Linked DNA regions of Gossypium arboreum: region 1 is linked to region 2. The links are chromatin contacts, called in public Hi-C maps. All regions are on one chromosome and are shown on one strand. Each heading gives the region's core, a stretch centred on a gene start, on an enhancer-like site or on the middle of the called end of the contact. The rest is flanking DNA. Distances are from core to core; before and after follow the strand shown.

Region 1 (3,277 bases), core at 141-2,640, 560 kb after region 2:
GCAAAAGATCAAATGTTTCATGAGAGAACAAAACACATTGATGTTCGGTATCATTTTGTTCGTGATATTATTGCTCGTGGTGATATAGTTGTGAGCAAAATTAGGACTCATGAAAATCCTGCAGATATGATGACTAAGTCACTTCCTATAACCAAGTTTGAGCATTGCTTAGACATGGTTAGTATTCATTGTTAAAGTTAAGCCCTTAAGGGGTTTTGTGGAAAAACTGGAGAACTTGTTCGTTGAGAGTTCGCAATGAAGAACTTGTTCGTTGAGAGTTCGCGATGAAGAACTTGTTCATTGAAAATTCGTGTCAAGGTGGAGATTGTTAGAATTAAGTGACCTGAATCCTTATTTAAATAAAATACAGTGGTAAAATAAAATAAATGAAGAATCCATATAGAATTACACTTCTTTTATTTTATTTTAGAATAAGGTTTTTTTAAACCTTATTAAACTCCATCTATTTTATATTAATTAGAACAAGGTGTTTCAGTCTTACTAGAATATGGCTTTACAAGCCTATAAATAGACATAGTCTATTCCTCTTGTATTTATTCGAATTCGACATAGTAAATTTTCTTCTCCTCTGCCTGTGGTTTTTTCCCGAAAGGGTTTTCACGTAAAAATTTGTGTGTTCTTTATTTTATTTTTTATTTTATTTTATTTTATTTTCACATTAAAAAACATGAACGTCTAATGAATCAACAATGTGTAAATTAGCCCTTATAATTTGGTACTAAAAAATGAATCTGCTAAAAAAGCTAAATTGTGGCATAAATGAACTCTTGATATTCTAAGGGGCTTATCATTAATAATGAAATAAGATAAGTACGTTTATCATTGAGTACTTACTGAGCTCTTCGAGCTCACGCTTTAGTTATTTAAGTGTTTAAATTTTGATTTTTCCGAGTAATCGTGATTCTAGCTTGGGAGCATCGCATCACTATTTAAGACTTAAGAGTGTAATGTATTTATCTTTTTTTGTCATTGGTTTAAGGACCTTGGTATGTAGATAAAGACAATAAGACAGATGAAATCTTGTATTGGTAATTGATTTGTAATTTCAAATTATTTTGTGTTCGTAATGGAGTCTTATTTTGTTATTTAATTTGAATGTGTTTATGGCTTTTGTATATTGAGCCTAGATGGTTTTAGAATTTGTTTTATAATTATTTGAAACTTGTAGAAATATATTGGTAGGTAGTTAGGGATGTTGTAGAATATAATTGAACTAAATTTTTTACTCCAAAGGTCCAAGTATCAATACATTGCTTAGTTGTTTTGGAACATTTGAGGATAGTGAGCAAAATGCAACAATACCAGTCCCAAGAAGTACCTACACTTCTCTAGAGGTACTTGTGCTCTCCTTCAGTCTTAGCCAGCCGCACTGTTTTGGCCCGTTCCAACTTTCGGAGGTCCATATAAGTCCCAAACACCTCCTATCTACCACCCCTAAACAACATCTAAATGATTTTAAGATGTCTTTGAAGCATCAAAATTTTTGTAAACTGGATTATATGATCTTATAAAAATATTTAAAGTATTGAAACTTTAAAATTTTTATTCATTTGTGTTAAAAAAAACATCTATTTGTACCATAAACCAGGACAGATAAGGGATGTTACAAACTCTGACCTTATCCACTGAAGCCTACCAAGCTAGTAGCCAAGGAAACAATTGTGCTGTCACAAAGTAAAACATAATCACATTAACATTTAGATTGGATGCCAGCGTGCAAGGTCATGTGCAAGTCTAGTTAACGTCTCCGTCCTTTCTACATTGCTTCCACTGTGCTATATGGTCCTAAACAAGTTGCCACATCTTTAGATTGTGTACGACCGTAGAAGCTACACCTTGGATCCTAGAGCTAATTCAAAAAAAAATTATAAGATTAGAAGCTTTCTATTCGTGGATGCTAGAATTTAAGTATCCCTATTTGGCCTTTTCTCATCGTCTTTTATGACCATGAGATCTGCGTTTTACATGATGTTTCCCCTCACGATCATCGGAAAAATCGATCTCCTCATACCTGTGCCTTGAGTGCCTACCCCTTTTTAGGTCTCGTTTATCTTTCAACTTTGCTTGATGAACTGGAGCATCTAGGAGTTCAGAACATTCAACCAAGTGTTGTGAACGCTTACTCTGATGATCATAATGTCTGCCCTTATTCCTCTCAGACCCATGATCACTAGAATTACTCTCATGAGTCCTATAGTCAGCATTGCCATAATCATCAGGTCCTAAAACTTCGTCCAGGTTTCCTGAGCTTTTCTGTCTATTATGATGATGACTTTCTCTGTCACTGACAGTACTCAACTGCTTTACAAGTGAATCTGAAACATGAATTTTGTTCTTGCTAGCCCCCCAATCATTCAGGGATGATTCTCTGATATAGTGTCTTGAGCTTTTACCACTGTCTCTGTCTCTATCCAACTGATCTCCATAATCTTCATGAATGCAGACAACACTGCCTCCATATTCCCCTTTACTTTGATGCCTTCTCCTTTTCTTGGTCTGACATTCTCTGTCTTCATAGACCCTGTTCGTATCAGCCAAGTATTCTGATGAATCACTCTGCCATTTTGAGTTTCTCTTAGCATGAAAATGGCTTCTAATTTTATCAGTATCTCTGGCGCCATCTATATCACTTTCTGAATAACCTCCATCAGAACTGGTATCAAGGATTCTCTCACTGTTTTGTTCCCGTTTTAAACTTGTCTTCTGTCGATCACATCTCCCATCTAAATCTTTTCTTTGTTTTCTATCATTATTCTTGCCCCTCTCCCTGGATATTGATCTTCTAGAGCGGTGCCTATCATGAATCAGAAAATAATGAGAAATAGAACAAACCTTAACAGATGTATCGAAATGGACTTCAAATTTAAACCAGAAGAATAAAATAAACCTAAGCTGACAAGCAGAAAATTTACAATCCAGACATTTTTACTACGGTTGACATGTAAGAATTTTTATTAGTAATAGACCAACAGAAAACATAAGACATAACATACAAAACCAAAGTTATGACTTATTGATACAATTAAAAATACGCACCTATCATCATCTGATTTTACCAGATGGTTAGGGTTCCTCAAATGCCCAAAATTGTCTTGCTCTCTCTGTTTCTCAAACTCAGCCTCATCACCATATCCAAATAAAGCAGCCATCTTTTTCATCCAATACCTAGGGGGTGGTTTGTCCCAATCTGCCCATTCGTAGTCTCCGCCAGGGTTCCGGAAACAGTGGATAAAATTGCAGGCAGTTCCACGAGAAC
Region 2 (3,411 bases), core at 635-3,134:
AAAACAAAGAAAACCATATTACTACATGTTCATTTCAGTCTCCCTTTTAGTTCCAATTGTATGATATCAAACTCAAGTTAGATTAACAAGGAGTTCCTGCCACTTATTAATGAACCTAGACTTTGAAGGTTTAGACCAGGGATACACATTAACAAACATGTAGAGAATATGCAAAACAACAGAAAAAGTAATCATAATATCACCAGAATTTAAATATTAATATTAATATTAACAACAAACAGACCAAAACTCATAAATGAAATAAAAAGAAAAGTACATTTCTGAGGAAACAAAAAAAATAATTGCAAAACTTCAGCCAGTTGAGGCAGTAACATGGGGGCAGGTCAATTAGTAGTAAATAAATCATGATCTCGAATATTGTGAAAAGGAAAAGATTAACGAAAAAAACAGGTTTAGGCAATTTCGACGAACATGTTATTTTACAGCTTCCATATCCAGGCTTCAATTTTTTTTCAACGCTGAGAATGGACACTTGCCAGAGTGGTTAACTAGCAAAACAGTCACTCTATCAAAACCAAAAACAAAAGACAGCTCATTTGCAAGAAAAGTAAAGCATCAATATAACTCCTTGCAGGCGAAACAAGTAGAGTGTAGGAAATGCATCAAGACTTGATGCCATCAACAATAATAAAAGGGGCTGATATGATAAATAATCTATGAGGACTAAAACAATAAAAGAAAAAGAGGAGGGGGGGGGGGATAAAACGACATGGCCTCCCATGATTGAAGTGAATTGAATTAGGAATTCTTTACAGTGTACTCCACATAAAACATGTTGACATAACAAGCATGACCTATTTACAGATTGATAAGGTCGAGAAGGAAACCAGAGGCTCACAGAACTGAAGATCAAACTAAATATCGCAAAATCAAGAACTAGAAATTAGACAATTTAACTGACCACTCAGCCATCATGCAAGAGACAAAATTAACTGCTTTCGCTAAATACATTTGACAATGAGACGTTCATATTAGCTTTCGTCAAAGAGTCTGCTTCTACAACAGGATAAAATATGTGCTTTGTCAGACATTAAGAAAATCTAGCAGAGACAGATAAGAAGTAGCTAACCAAAGAACGAAAACTCGAGAAGAGTAAAACGAACATAGACACAAAATAAATGCCGCAAAATTAGAAGATACAGAGAAGAGCAAAAAATAGCCCACCGGGATCACACTGTTGGTAGAACTTATCAACATCTGCCAAAAATAACCCAAAGACATTACTTGAATTAGTTTGTAATTTTGAATATATATATATATACATACATAATAGCCATAACAGCAACAACGAAAGAAAGAAAGAAAGAGAGGCGAAGGAACCAGTGGTGAGAGCCTTAATCAAGCCAGAGCGTCTGCCCCTGAAGTCATTGAAGACCTCTTCTACCGTTCTGGGTATTGGGTGTGGTACCCCTTCCATTCCTTTTCTGAATTCCTGTTTAGATTTTTGCCCTCACTAACCCAATCTTAATGTCGTACTGGTACGTGGACCAAACAAACTACAAATCAAAGGAAAATCAGAATTAGGGTTTTCTGCTGGCTTTGTGAATAGAATTAGAGGTGGGATTGCGATTTACTTAAATTTTATATTTAATATAATATATATACTTTGTGAAAGAGAGCAGCACACGGATAACAGAAACTAAAAATTCCAATTTTAGAACGATTCATTGATGTGGCCCTCCTCTTGCAGCAACATTTTTACTCTTCTTTTTAAGCATACATATACCATTCCTTTTCCTACAATTTAATAGCCTACTCTCATCTATTCTCTTTTATATACTAATTTCTTAGTTATATTTTCTTTAATCATCTAGATGATTTACATTTTATGGAATGATACATACAGCACTGGTATGATATTTTGTTACATTACTTATACTTTATATATCATAAGTAGAAGTACCTGATTTTAAAAATATTTCAAGCTTAAATCTGTTTTCACACCGACTTGACCTACCCTTAAAACTCATTTTATTATTCTAAAATAATAAAATATTAAAATTTATATTTTTAATTCACATTTATATATTTTAATAATTAAATTTAAATTTGAACAACATTTTAATTAATTAATTTGAATTTAGGTGGGTCCAAGGTACAAAAATCTCTATCCAAGACAGACCCAAGCCAAGCTGAGCTTATCGGGTCGGCTGGGCTACCTAGCCCTCTTGGATAGGGGCCAAAATTTACGAATATTCCACTTTTTAAAAAAATAAATTAAGGTTTCTAGCTGGTTTTTCGCGTCCTACAATGTGTATTCTGACTTTTTTGACACATTAGCTTCTCTGGCCAGATGATTAAATAATAGTGGTGTTGTCTTTAAGCCTCGGATTCAATTTCTCTCTTACTTATATTTGTATTTTTTATTTCATGTTGTTTCAAACTTTTTTTTTATTTTTAATTAATGTTTTTAACACATTAGCTCATTTGGTTAAACAGTTATAATAGTGATTTCATCTTTTTTTTATTTCATGTTGTTTCAAGTTTTTTTATTTTAATTAATAAATATATTGTTTTCAATTTTTTTTTAATTCATATTTTTAATTAATAACTCTTTTATTTATAAAATCAAATAATTATTGAAAATATCATTATTTTTAATTATATAATATTTATATGTCAAATATTTATTTTCTCCAACTATGTTGTGGGTATGGTGATTTCTAATATTATAAAATGAAATAATGATTTTAAATATCATTATTATTTTTATATGTAAAATATTTCAAGTATTTTTATATGTGAAATATTCCAAATACACATACAAAAATATATAATATTAAAATTTACTATATTAGAAAATATGAACATCACATATATAATAAGGGTAATTACATGTTATTATTTACTATCATGATTTAGCCCAAATTAAAAGTGATCTAATTTGGTTAAGGTTTATTGGGCTTTAAATTATTAAATATAGTATGGGTCAGATATTAATGATGGGCTAATTATAAATTAGGGCTAATGTGCCAAAGTTATATATATTAGGGTTACGGTCCCAAAATTACATACAATATAACTGTTCTAATATCTCATCCTTAGGAAAGAGAGAGAAAATATTCTTTGAATTTTTTGTAAATATTCTTTGAATTTTTTGTGTGCTAATTTGAAAGATCAAATCCCTAAGATCCGAAAAAGCTTCAAGGAATTTATGGATTTAGGTACGCTTCCACATCTAGTTTTATTTTTGCTTTGTTCTTGATGATTTAACATGACAAATCCTGATTTATGATTTATTAAGTTTTATATCATATCTTAATTTATGATTCTAACATGCTAAACTCATTATGTGGATTGAAAATAAATGTTACACATATAAAAGTTATATCTATTAGAAATAATGATATTTGCAATAATTATTTGCTTTTATAAAATAAAAGAGTTATT

The links. A called contact is a pair of places that touch in the nucleus more often than the background predicts.
Region 1: a contact with region 2 is called in a Hi-C map of leaf, with 2.6 times the contacts expected there. The contact joins the enhancer-like site here to the promoter of LOC108453595 in region 2. A contact is called at or near these places in 2 of 5 Hi-C or Micro-C datasets (both in leaf).

The regions. Positions count from the first base shown.
Region 1 is chr3:77,725,266-77,728,542 of ASM2569848v2, forward strand. LOC108452952 (zinc finger CCCH domain-containing protein 5) reads right to left here. Exons shown (of 9, transcript XM_017750771.2): 8 at 3,058-3,277; 9 at 1,538-2,815. The coding sequence ends at 1,951. Among protein-coding and RNA genes, the nearest start is that of LOC108452952, 15 kb to the right of the region's middle. Within about 2 kb of position 1,391, at least 1 of the 2 cell types and tissues checked has an H3K27ac peak or open chromatin away from gene starts, as enhancers often do. A contact at or near this core is called in leaf, where this site is marked.
Region 2 is chr3:77,163,151-77,166,561 of ASM2569848v2, forward strand. It overlaps LOC108453595 (PHD finger protein ALFIN-LIKE 7-like), which reads right to left and starts at 1,885. Exons shown (of 6, transcript XM_053025756.1): 1 at 1,627-1,885; 2 at 1,342-1,517; 3 at 1,186-1,218. The coding sequence starts at 1,438.